Linked DNA regions of Zea mays: region 1 is linked to region 2. A link is a contact called in public Hi-C data. All regions are on one chromosome and are shown on one strand. The core of a region is the stretch at or near the end of the contact, and the rest is flanking DNA. Distances in the headings are between cores, read along the strand shown.

Evidence for each region. Hi-C and Micro-C count contacts between places; a contact is called where the count stands out from the background.
Region 1: a contact with region 2 is called in a Hi-C map of tassel, with 5 times the contacts expected there. The contact joins the promoter of LOC100273421 here to the promoter of LOC100279299 in region 2. A contact is called at or near these places in 8 of 25 Hi-C or Micro-C datasets (ear, endosperm, leaf and 2 more).

What each region holds. Positions count from the first base shown.
Region 1 is chr9:75,843,955-75,850,465 of Zm-B73-REFERENCE-NAM-5.0, reverse strand. LOC100273421 reads left to right here and starts at 5,051. Exons shown (of 10, transcript NM_001147858.1): 1 at 5,051-5,179; 2 at 5,284-5,389; 3 at 6,279-6,511. The coding sequence starts at 5,149.
Region 2 is chr9:75,675,554-75,681,980 of Zm-B73-REFERENCE-NAM-5.0, reverse strand. LOC100279299 reads left to right here and starts at 4,600. Exons shown (of 20, transcript NR_173990.1): 1 at 4,600-5,213; 2 at 5,428-5,471.

The sequences.
Region 1 (6,511 bases), core at 3,802-6,301, 170 kb before region 2:
AGCAGCTACTTGACCTAGCATACTAGTATCCATTTCTTAAAAGGAACCTAAGTTTATGCATCAAGGGTTTGAAACAACTCCTATACGTAAGTGCACAACACAAGCCTACAAACAGAATTGCAGTCGACGAGGTTGCTCCAGAATCAGCACGTACTCTCTGTCGACGAGGTTGCAATCTAACGAATGCAATGCATGAGAGATATGAAAGTGCTTATTGGGGAAGCATGGTGTAGTAGTACTAGGTTACTTAGCAGAATGCACGGGTTTATACTTATTAAAATAAGTCCTTATAGGAGTGGGCATCTAGGGGTATAGTCTTAAAGTTTGACCATTGGGGGTTTAATTTAGACCAAAATCATTTACTTGAGAGTTTAATTAAGGTTCAGACACGTTGTATTTAAGTTACTTAGTTAAACATTAGTTACCGTTAATCCCCTTTTTCTTTTTTCTATTAATATTTAAAGGGTAATTTGAACTACAACTATAGTTTGGAAAATTCCAAAAAACAATTGCAAAACATATAGTGCTTTCTACTAATTACTAGAGGTTATCCTAGTAATTTGGGATCAATGGTAATTAAGGTCTGTCCTAAACAAAAATAACAAATTCTAGGGCAAAGGGGGGCACATTTCACTACATCATCTATAAGACAATGGCTACTGATCTAATGGGTATTTTTCCTATTATCTAGGTGAAGCATAAGAGACTTACACAAATTTTCATTGGGGAACACTTAATGGTATTTCTTCTAGGATTTTTCAAATTTTAAGACTAGAAAGTCACTTATAACTAACTTGCACTCTAAAAGGTGCCAAACAATAGATTTAGAAATTTCGTAGATTTCTTTTAGTACAAGAGCAGTTATTCTCAAAGTTGGGATTGGTCCTTCTCTGGATTATTTTTCTATGATTTTCTAAAGTTTTCCTTGTTTTGCTTATTTAAATTGCCATTCTATATCTTTTTACTGGACCAAGGTCACATACATTTTTCCTGGGTTCTACATTCTCCATATAGCCTAGAAAAAATCATAGGCTCTCTGGTTTCACCTGTTTACTATTTTTCTTTCTTTTATTTGGATAAGGCTCTCAATGGTTTTTAGTGGATAACTTTCTCTTAATGACTTAGACTAGGGTGCTATATTTTTTCACCGGGTGACAAAACATATGTTACATCTACTCAAAAATTCCTAGGCCTAGCTAAATAGTTAACTATTTTTCCCTTTAATAACTGGAAATGAGCATATTACTTATTTAAATCAAAAGTCCTTGGAAAGTATAGATGTTACCTAGTTTTATATCTTTGGGATCCTGACTAGGAACTTCCAAAATGGACAGGCAACGGACCGGTTCAGATGGCCACCGGACCTCCACATGTCCACCTCCCGTTGAAGTAGCCATTGGGCGCGAAAGTAGATGTTACCATGTGGTCCGGTGCACCACCAGACCACTACTGAAGACGGTCCGGTGAATTTTATAAATAAAATTTTTGAGACTATAGAGTTTGTAAGGATGAGGTCCGGTGTACCTCCGGACCAGTACTGTAGATGATCTATAGCACCAGGCTTCCGAATCCTGCACTGGGACTTCACTATGAACCCGGCCCGGTGCACCAACGGACCGGTCTAGTGAGTCCCAATCTACACAGAAAAAGTGCATTTTGGCCAAGTCTTGCTCCATTTGACTTAGCTTTTCTTGGGGGCCTTCCTACAACTTAGACAAACATTATTATAGAGTAATCAATTGAACTAACTCAAGAAAACTCACCTATTTCTCATCCTTTCTCCAGATTTTCAGTTCTAGCTCAAACAAAGTCCTGAAACACACTTTTCTTCAGAAACTGAGTTAGCGACACAAAAGAAAGTGCTAGAAACATTGTAAAGGTCTATGCAACATATCTAAAGGTTCAAACCTCACAGTTTTACCCATTTACTCAAATTTGCACTTTCTGGCCTCTTTTGAGCTTGTTTGGGTTTAGAAACCTCCAAAGTACATCTGAGTGAACCTATACTCATACATTTAGCAAACAAGTTAGTCCACGATGTTGTGTTGGACATTCAATCATCAAAACAAGTAGATATGGCTATCTAGCCCATTTCCCTTTCAACATGACATATGTCATAAAGAGTTAAGCTCGAGGTTCATCATTTGGCCTCCACCGATCATAGTTGTATGGAGTTATATGTTGGTGAGGAAGTAAATGTGGCAAAGTGATCATCACAAGTAGAGAGCACATTATCATTGCATTTGAACTTGTTATTTTTTCTTGATCTTTGTTAAAAGTGAGATGAGCATCCTAAAGTGGTTGAGCACCCTAAATATGATGGAAACAACAACACCTTCGCTATGAGCAATGAATAAAACATTAGTAGCTTAAATGTTGAGACATAAGTATATTTTATAACGATGGTGATGGATAATTGTTTAGAAAAAAAGAATCGAATGATTATTGCTAGCCATGGCGACGATACACTAAGGGGTGTTGGTATGAGGAATCATTCCATCCAAGATGAGGTGGTGCATAATAAGTTTATTCCTCAAATTTGGTAGGATAACCTCATTCATCGTGTTAATACTAGCTAACTAACTATGAGGAATAAGGTGGTGATAGATCAACTTATTCCATTCCATAAACCAAACAAAAGAGTGATGAGTAAGAATGATGTACTAGCTTATTTTTCAAACCAAACACCTTATAAAAGATTAGAGGAAGAGGGCAGTCTTTTTTTCTACGATTTTTCTTGGTGGAGCCTCGCTTAGTGATATTGGTAAATTCTATGACTTGTCTTTTTTATTATTTTTTGGTGAGAATTAATGTGATAATTTTGTAATTGTCTCCTATTACTAGTGATATAAGATAAAAAATATAACAACATCTACCATATGTATATTTAAACTTATAGGTATTAGTATATTTTTTGAAAAGGAAAGTAAACCGTTTGGGAGATTTGGCCATATGGGCCGAAACATTTTCTTATGACTGCGATGAAGAGGTGAGCTATCCCCTAGAACCTCGCCTCGGAGGCCAAGACAGTGCATGAGCTGCTTTTTTTTCGAAAACGCAGGAGAGCTGCGTATCATTATATTAAGAGGAAAAAAGGTGAGGATAAGAAACCTCATACAAGCCAAACTAACCCACACACCCACACACACACAGGGATAGCTAGAAGTACAATGAAAATATGACCAACTGCCCTCATGACCAAGAAAGAAGGACGCCGATTAGTGCGTTGGAGCGGAAAGGATGCTATCTAATCCACTGGCTCCAGCCCTACACCAATTGTGAGACTCCTCCTTGACCCACTTGATGACCATGGTAGAACAAGGCTGCTCCCCATTGAAGACACAACGGTTGCGGTGATTCCAAATGGCCCAAGCCCCAAGAATGATCAAAGAATTGAGGCCCTTTAACAGCCCCTTATATGTTGGATCACCCGGGACCGTGGCAATTCCTTCCCACCAATCCTCAAAGGAAGAGGTCGCAAGGTTAGGAGCAAGATGCTGCAACCGGACAATCTTCAAAATCTGAAACCAAACATCTCGAGAGAAGACGCAGGAAACTAGTAGATGATTTAGGGTCTCCTCCTCCTGATCACACAACGGGCAGAGTTGAGGGTGAGGCAGCCCCTTTTTTGCCAGACGGTCAGCAGTCCAGCAGCGACCATGAGCCACAAGCCACATGAAGAACTTGCATTTACCAGGCGCCCAAGCCTTCCAAATCCTCTCCCAGGGTTTAAAGGTTGTTGATCCAAAAAAGAAACCAGTGTATGCCGAATTGGTGGAATAAAGACCTGAGCTAGAGAGAAGCCAAATGTGCTTATCATCATGATCCTGATGTAACTCCCAGTGAGCGGTGAGATCCCACACTTTGAAGAAATCAGCTAGAACATTAAGGGTGATAGCACCTCGAATGTCCTGCACCCATCCCCTTGTTGTGAGAGCATTGTGCACACTCCTCTTTTTAGCCCTAGAAGAGACCGTCTTGACCAGGTGGGGGGCCAACTGACAAAGACTCTGCCCATCAATCCATTTATCAGTCCAAAACAAAGTGTTTTTACCGTTGCCCACCACCGAGGAAACCGCTGCCGAGAAAGAGGCCTTCACTGAAGGGTGAGCTTTTATATCAAAGGAAGCCCAAGGCCGGTCAGGATCAGTTTTTTGCAGCCAGAGCCAGCGCAGCCTAAGAGCCCAATTCATTTTTTTCAGGTCCGATATGCCCAACCCCCCAAGTTTTTTTGGTCTAGTAACCTTGCTCCAGGCTATGCTTCAATTATGGTGTGTTTAGTTGAAGGGTCAATTAGAACAGATCAGTTGTATTTCAGTTTTTTAAATTAAGCCGTTCTATTCTTCGTTTGGCAAATAGAATAAAGTCACTCTATTTTTTGTTTGGTAAAAGGTTAGAGAGCCATATATGAGTGTAGAACGGAGAAGATAGAGGAGAGCGATCACGTACTAGAAAGCGCTCACGTGTCCAACTACTTTGGTGGAGCGAAAGCACTATAACTATTTATAATAAATTTTCAAATAGAGACCACAGGAGTCATTCCGTTTCTCTTTTGTTGGATACCAAATATCCAAAAAAATTAGAATAAAGATGTTTCATTTTTCTCCGCTCCTCAATTAAACACTGATACGAGTATCTACTCCAACGCTTCATGCACGAAGGAAGAGCAGACAGAAAAGAAGAGAGAAAATTAAATGAATACTCCATAGGAGAAAAGAGAAGAAAAAAATAGACAACTAGTCGGTCGATATCGATAACAAGCATGCAAGCGCAGGGAGAAAGAAGGGGCAGTATACCTACCGCAAAGAGCGCAAGGTGTCGCTGTCACCCACAGACGCAGCTCCACGCCATGGCTGAGTCACTCCCGTGTCCTAGCAAATCCGGATCCCCCGGCTAGCTCCGGCTTTTCTTCTCCGTGCCGCGTCACCCACAGCTGTTGCAAGCTACCTTGCCGGCTGACAGCCGGGGCCAGCGCCACCCCGGACCTCCAGCTATAAATGCCGTGCGAATTTTGCCTCCAGAGGAACCAAAGCCGCCACCGTTGCCGTAGCCGTGTTCTTGGACTCTGTTACGTGCTGCCATTTTGCCAAGGCTAGCCCCCTCCTCCTCTTCTTCCTCTTCTTCTTTTCGCGACGATCAGAGAAGAAGATGACGATCACCATTGAACAGCCCCAGCTCGGTGAGCTTTTTTGTGTTTTCTTTCTTCGCTCGTGTTCTTCTCCCTCCCCTGTTTGCCTATTGGGAAGTTTCGTTTCATGGCGATGAATGGTCGTCATGGCGCAGATGCGGTGGCGGAGAGGAAAGTCCCCGGCGGAGGTGACCCCGCGGAGCTGGTGCTCGACGCCGGCTTCGTCGTGCCGGACGCCAACGCCTTCGGCAATACCTTCAGGTGAAACAGCCTACTGATTTGCTACGGTGGGTTCTTGGGGATCCGTACGTCGACGCCAAAACTCAAAGGCCAGGCGCAAGCAGAGAAGATTGGGGCTTATCTAGATATGCACATATTTATATAATGGAATTAACCAATACGTGTTGAGGTGGATTTTAAGATGAAAACTAAAGTAATTTTTACTTTAATCTACGTCAACGTGGATTGATAATAAATAGTACCTCAGATCAGTTCACTTGTGTGCTTCTCGTTCCGAGTCAAAGACGGAAACAGACGCGTGACGTGACGCATTTTTCCACTCTTGTGTTTAATGATAAAGTAACCATAAAAAGACACTCGGGCAAATCCACATTTTTACTTGGCAGGATAAAAATTATTTGTCTGCCAACAAGCTTGTCATCACAAAACACACACGAAGTCGGCGGACGAGAAAGGCCTTTGCTGCCCGCTTCCACTCTGCTGGACCGCTGCATTGCCGTACAGGCTCCAGCAAAATTACTGAGGAATTTGCCACCGAAATTACTGAGGAATTTGCCATCCCACCGAAATTATTGTTAAGTTTTACGTTCCGAGTGATACAGTTTTGTTTCCAAAGGCATCTGAACAAGCAGGTTGCCAAATGAAGGAACAACTTGGCATGTGCGCCCCCAAAGATTTATGGGTGTCCACGACAGCGGCCCCACAAGCACCAACGATATTTTTGTGGCTACTGTGACTATGCTAACACGGTGGATTTATTTATATTATCTTTTTAAGTTATACATAGCGAACCCGGACTAATTTTTTCTTCCTTGCACTGAGCTGTGTGGCCTTAATGTCCTTGGGAAAAAATAAAAAATGAGAACGCAGGAGCTGATGAACGACCGGGAACTCCTGACCCTTGGTGCAGGGACTACGACGCGGAGTCGGAGCGGAAGCAGACGGTAGAGGAGTTCTACCGGGTGAACCACGTGAGGCAGACGCACGAGTTCGTGGCGCGGATGCGGGCGGAGTACGGGCGGCTGGACAAGACGGAGATGGGCATCTGGGAGTGCATCGAGCTGCTGAACGAGTTCATCGACGACAGCGACCCGGACCTGGACATGCCCCAGATCGAGCACCTGCTGCAGACCGCCGAGGCCA
Region 2 (6,427 bases), core at 3,351-5,850:
TCTTCTGACGAAGTAGGCACTAAACTGGAGCTTCGTCTGAATGCGAGAGTCAAGCTTCGGCTACGGTTAAATTTTTTGGCAGCAAAACAGTGCAATAGCAATGAATGTTGTGGTAACTTCACACCTACCTGTCTGTTTATATAGTGCTGCAGGTAAGAAGGTGAGTCGTCAGGATTTTTACACTAGGCAAACAGCTGCTCGCACCCGCTGCGCGGTGGGCCGCAAAGACCAAAACAGCGAACCTGCATGGTGGGACCGCTACGCGCTCGGAAGCTGTATCGTTTCTCGACAACGAGCTCAGGGAAGGTGTTTTTCGGACCTTCGGCTTCTTGAAGCCTAAGAGACTTTTTTCACGGACCAAGCTCGTTACGAAAAACGATCTAGCACCGCGAAGGGGCTACTGTTGGGACCATGCTTCGTCGCCGAAGGTCCTGCAGGAAGAAACAGCTTCGGCTGAAACTGTCTGTACGTGATGCCGAAGGGTGCCGTTCATGAAGCTTTGGAATTACAAACCGACTTAAAGATAGAATGACCTTTTAGTCCATAAGAGTTTGATTCGTTGTTGTAAACTTTTATGAGGGGTATAATTGTAATTGCTCATAGGCTGTGTTCTGTGCCTATAAATAGTGAACAATGTTCCTTTACTGTTCACGCATTCCTGTAATTGCAATTACATCTCTCAGAAATTATTCCTTGCCAAGGCAGAGGTATAAATGTATCTAAACATTATATTTGAATACATCAAATTTATATAATATGTGAATGATGTTGTTTACTTCTAATTTACTTGTCTTTAACGCTTTATGTCTCGTGTTATTTTATATTATCTCTGAGAGTTCAATTACGAAGATGCAACCTTCGTAATTGTGTCATTTTAACCTTCGTCCGAAGTTCATTAAATCCTTGGGGAAATAATGCTTCAGCGGACGAAGGACGTTAATATTTAACATTTTATGTTGCCTTGTTCTTAATTCATAGCATTTGAGAACAAGTCCCCAACAGCAACAACACACGCACAAGAAGCAAAGACACGAGCGTGAGTTCAAGATCACACATGTACAACTCAAAAAAGTGCTCGAATCTCTCTCAAATCACTAGAGGGCGTGGTCGCAGAGTGTCAGAGTGTTGGTGTGCTCTTGAGATGCTTGGATACTGAATGGAGGCGCCATGAGATCCTTTTTATAGCCCCAAGGGGCCTAGAAGTCGTTGCTCCTTGTAAAAACTGTCATAATTCTGCACTCTGCGGGGGCACTAGACCGGTCTAGTGCACACCTGACCGAGTCCTGTAGCACCCTAGTGCGGGGATCTGATTGGCCAGTTTCCAAACCAGGCGAGCACCGGACCAGTCCGGTGCACCATCAGACCGTCTGATGATGCCAGGTAGCGGTTGGAGAAAGTGGTCTGGTGCACCGAACCGAACACAATTCACAGTCTGGTGATTTGTGAAGAAAAATCATGAGAGCACACTGTTCATCTGGGTGGCACAGACTCAGTCTGGTGCGCCACCGGGTCGGCCTGGTGCCTTTCAGACCAGATGAGCCTAAATCCTCAAAGTTCTTTTGGCTTTTCTTGAGGTGTTCCCTATGACATAGACATAGTTAGCTCATAAAACAATTGACTAAATGTAAGAACCATACTTTTTTCATATGATTTTCACTGGGGTTTGCAATATGCCCGAAACTAAGGCCCTATTTGGGACAGCTCGAGCTCCAGAAAATTTAGTGGGGTTGGTGGAGCAGGTCATTAGGTGCTCCAGAAAATCGTGGAGCTGGAGCTGTAAGCCTTTAGAATACAATTGTATAAGTCATTTTCTTTATTATTTATATTAAAAATATTTATAAACTATTTAAATTAATATTATAAACTACAGCTCCACACTGGAGCTAGAACCTAGAGCCATTCCAAACACTCCCTAAGTCCAAAAGTCACTTTTGTTGCACAAAAGAGTTGGTAGCCAAACCAAGGTGCAAGAGACATAGTATAAGGTGTATGCAACTTATTTAAGTACTTAAACCTCATATTTTTGTAGCTTTACCCAAAGTTGCACTTTTGGCCTTCATTTCCACTCATTTGAACTTATTATCCTCAATTTGCTTTTGCTAGAACTTGTGCTCATGCTCATATCAAGGTAGTTAGTCCAACGTGGTGTGTTGGGCAATTAATCACCAAAATAATTAGAAATGGTCCAAGGGAACATTTGCCTTTCACTAAGTCATAGAAACTCACATTTATTCTCCACAACTTTTCCGTTTCATCTCAAACAAGGACCAAAATGGCACTTGCACTAGAAACCAAGTTAGACTACAAACAAAAGTGCCAATAACATTGTAAAAGGTGCATGAAACATATTCAAAAGCTTTCATACTTATCCTTTTTCATCATCTTGCTCTTTTGGCCTTGCTTGAGCTCAATATTGGACTCCAAAACTCTAAGTCACATAACTTGATCCCTCTAGCCTTATCTTGAGTTACAACACTTCCAATGGTCATTAAGAACCTTTTCAAACACATGAGTGACCCAAACTCCTAATTAAAGATGCACAACTCTTTGGGCCCTTTTAGGTTCTGACTTTGATACTTCTACTCGATCTTGTGACCATGACTCCATTGAAGTTAGGATGCTGAGCCTTATGACTTAAAACTATAAACCATATGAATTACCTTAATGCACCATAACCCTTCTCGATTTGATCAACCTTGACTTCGTGCAAGAACATCTTCTTCTCCTTAGCTTCGGGTATCTCAGTCCTATTGACCTTCTCCCTTGCTCTAGTCCCTGGAAGTCCTTCTTGCCTTTGTCCTTGGTTCAATTAGCTGTCTTCAGGTGATGTACATCGATTTTCACTTAGTAATGTCCATCCTTTAACTTTCTTTACTTGTGATATCCACAATCCATATTCATCAGTGGCGGAGCTAGAATTTATTGGAAGCCTGGGCAACTTAAAAAGATTACATAATGTAAAAAAATCATAAATATTCTGCATGTATATTGCAAAGTACTTAAAAATTTGCTTGCATGTATATAATATGCTAATCTCATATAACACGAGGTAGTCTCATTTTCAGTCTTTATGCTATGACGTTGTGTTATTGTATAATTATCAAATGCTTTAAATAATTTCCACTTAATGTAACACTAACACAGCACCAAGTGATCGAACCATTTATCTGTATGACTCGAAATACCTCTGAGCACCGTGATCTTGGATATGAAGCAGAAAAAAATTAATGATTCAAGCTAATTATCGCTTGGGTCGGCATTGACAACATTGCTATTATCGTGGAGATGAGCTAAATGAGATGACTGTTGACATTATCGTTGTTGTTTTCTGGCGCAAACAAAAAATGTGCATGAGTGTGGGCGGAGTCTGCTCTCGTACAACCCATATGAAAAGAAAATTAAGTTAGGCCATACAACCTTTGGCGGTGTAGAATCTGTTTGTAAGCATGGCATCCAGCAAGCAGCGGCAGCGGATACACATGACCATGCCATCAGATGAGAAATTATGGACGGCTGCCAAGAAAAAAAAGAAAAACATTACCTAGATATAATAGGTTTTTGCAAGAGATAAAGCCCGGGCAACAGCCCATCCTGTCCGGGCCTTAGCTCCGCCCATGATATTCATCTCAGCATATATAGAATATCTCAATATGACGCAAGACTTCTTGTGTTGAACTTTATAAGCTCTACACTAAGTACCTACTCAACACTTAACACCTTGGTCAGTCCTTTAATTGTGTTATCATCCAAACACCAAAAACCACAAGAGACCTTTCACCTCGACATCTACTCTCGACCCCATCACTAGCTAGGTTCGACAGGAGCAGCCATGTCAAAACTAGATTCAAAATTGAATTACTCCCTAAATATTAGGAATTATTGAATATCAAGCTATTTTTTACTTTTAATAGCTATTTAGTAACTTACTAAACACGAGTTTAGAGCAACTCTAAAAGGCTCTCTATATTCTTTCTAATCTATATAAATATATATATTTTTAAAAAAAGTATCCTACAACAACTCATCTAAATGAATATCCAAATATAGAAATCTTCCATTATAGGTTTCTCGCTAGTAAAATATAGAAAACGTGAATAGCTGTCTAGAGTGTAAACAAAATATAGAAAGACTATTAGAAATTGAAAAGATATAAAAACTGTTTTTATGTCTGTAAATAATAATTTAGAGAGTGGAATTTAGAAAGACTTTTGAAAATGCTCTTAGGAAACATTTTTATAAGAATTATTGGAAACTTTCTTATAAGAATTACTGGAGTTGCTTTAACTCCATACAACAAAACAAACCCCCTACAAATTGGGGGGAAATATCCTATGCAATCACTTATCCTGGTGCAAGCATGCAATCAAGCGATCTGGTGTATCCGATCTAGATCTAATGATGATTGTTATTTTATATTTAACCCCTTCCACCTAAAACATAGTACCTATTTTACTTTTAACCCCTTCCATATAAAATCGTTGGATCTGAATTGGATGCTCTGGATAGTTTGATTGCACGCTTGCACCAAAATGAGTGATTGCACAGGATATGTCCTCTACAAATTGCCACAGCGTCACAAACTCACAACGCTACACAATACGCACACTTCGCAAAGCGTCTTCCTCCGACCCCATCGCCTCTGTGGCTTCCTGGCTGTCTGACTGCGTCTGCCTGGTCGTACGCGAGCGCGTGCGTCCCTTCACCGTCACGAGCGGCGCACACCGTCACCGCCACGCTCCGTCGCCTTCCAGAAAATCTAAACCCCAGCGGAGCCGGCCACGGCCAGTCAGCCCTCACACGGACTCCGACGCGCTGCCCGCTCGCCTGCCAAACCCCCACCCCCTCGCCGGCGATGCTGCCGCGTCGGTTTAGCAACCACCCGGGCTCCTCCTCACCCCTCCCGTTCCTCGTCGTCTGCGGCCTGCTCCTCGCTGCGGCCGTAGCATTTTCCCCGGTCGCTGCCGCCGAGGCCGCTGGCCGCGGCGGCGGCGGCGGCGGCGGCGGCGGCGCTGGGCACGAGGGCCGCGCGGGGAAGCCGGAGGTCGAGGCGGAGGCGGAGGCGCGCGGGGATGGGGTGGCCGTGGCGGAGGCCGGCGGCGAGGTGGTGGCTCAGGGCAATGCCACGGAGGCCAAGGAGGGCAGCCTCGCCGACATGATCGACCGCGCGCTGGAGAAGGAGTTCCCGGAGTCCGAGAGCGAGCAGGGCGGCGGAGGTGCGTGGATCTGGCCAACTCCCGGTGTTCATCGATCCGTTCGGGCGGGATCTGGTTCTACGGGCGGGTGTGTGGGTGAGGGCGGGTGCGAGTGTCGGTGGCCGTGCTGTTTAGATCTCGGCCTTGGTGGGTTGCAGCGTGTGGGGACGTTGAGAATGGAGGTCCCGGTTTGGGCTTGGAGTTGCTTGTGCTAATCTGTGCTCTGGTCTTGCAGAGACCGATCCTGGTAGCTTCAACAACACGGTAGCTGAGAAGCAGGTGAGTTCGTTGCGCCATTTTGTTTGTGTGGCGCCCCTTTGCTGGTAGGAATCTTGATTCTGTGATTCAACATTGGGTCTGCCACAACTAGTTTTTTTTGGGTGTTTTTCTCACCACTTGCATGTTGGGATTTGTGAAGGAAAGGAAATTCGCTTTTGGACTGGACTGTGCCTGATTCCTACACTTGTGAATCTACTAGTATATAGTTATGGAGCCTTGACCCTGTCGTTAGTATATCTATGTTGCAACCTTCTAGCATTCAATGACCCATCCATATGTCATCATTGTATAGCTTTTGGGCACTTTGACTTTATATGATCATTTTGCTTTATGTTGTTTGATCGGCATTTTCCTAGTGCTGATGAGGGACATCAATATCTTGGATGTTGTTTATTTCGTGCTATGCTTGGCAATGTTAAGGGCTTATTTGTTTCGGCTTTTTTTATGAGCTTTTCTGAGAATCTGGTTGTGGGGAGAATTTGGTTGTGAGGGAGAATCTGAGTATCGTGGGGATTACGTGCGGAGGAATATGAAGGGGTACATAGTGTTTAGGATCTAGGAAGTGACGGATTCCTTCTATCGTGATGATTCAGCCGATTGTGTATTCATGTTGATTTTGGACGGTTTTCACCAAATCAATTATCATAGAAGTGGGCTGAAAAGCTAGGCGTTTGTCAGTCCACAGCACAGTAGCTTCTGGCGACCAGAATCAACAAAAAAGCTGAAACAAACATGCCCGAAGTATGACTATATGCTTGTTGTGCACATGGGAGGTAATTAGTATGACTATGTTTACTGTGCGCATTAGCAACTGTACAAATTGTTTTTTTTTTCTGTTCCTAAGATGCTACAGAAAAAATCTAGTGTTGGACATCCTATTTCTGTTTCCCTACTGGAGCTCATGTTTGATCTCCTACATGGGTGCTACATTAGTAACCCATTTGAAAAATTCAGAT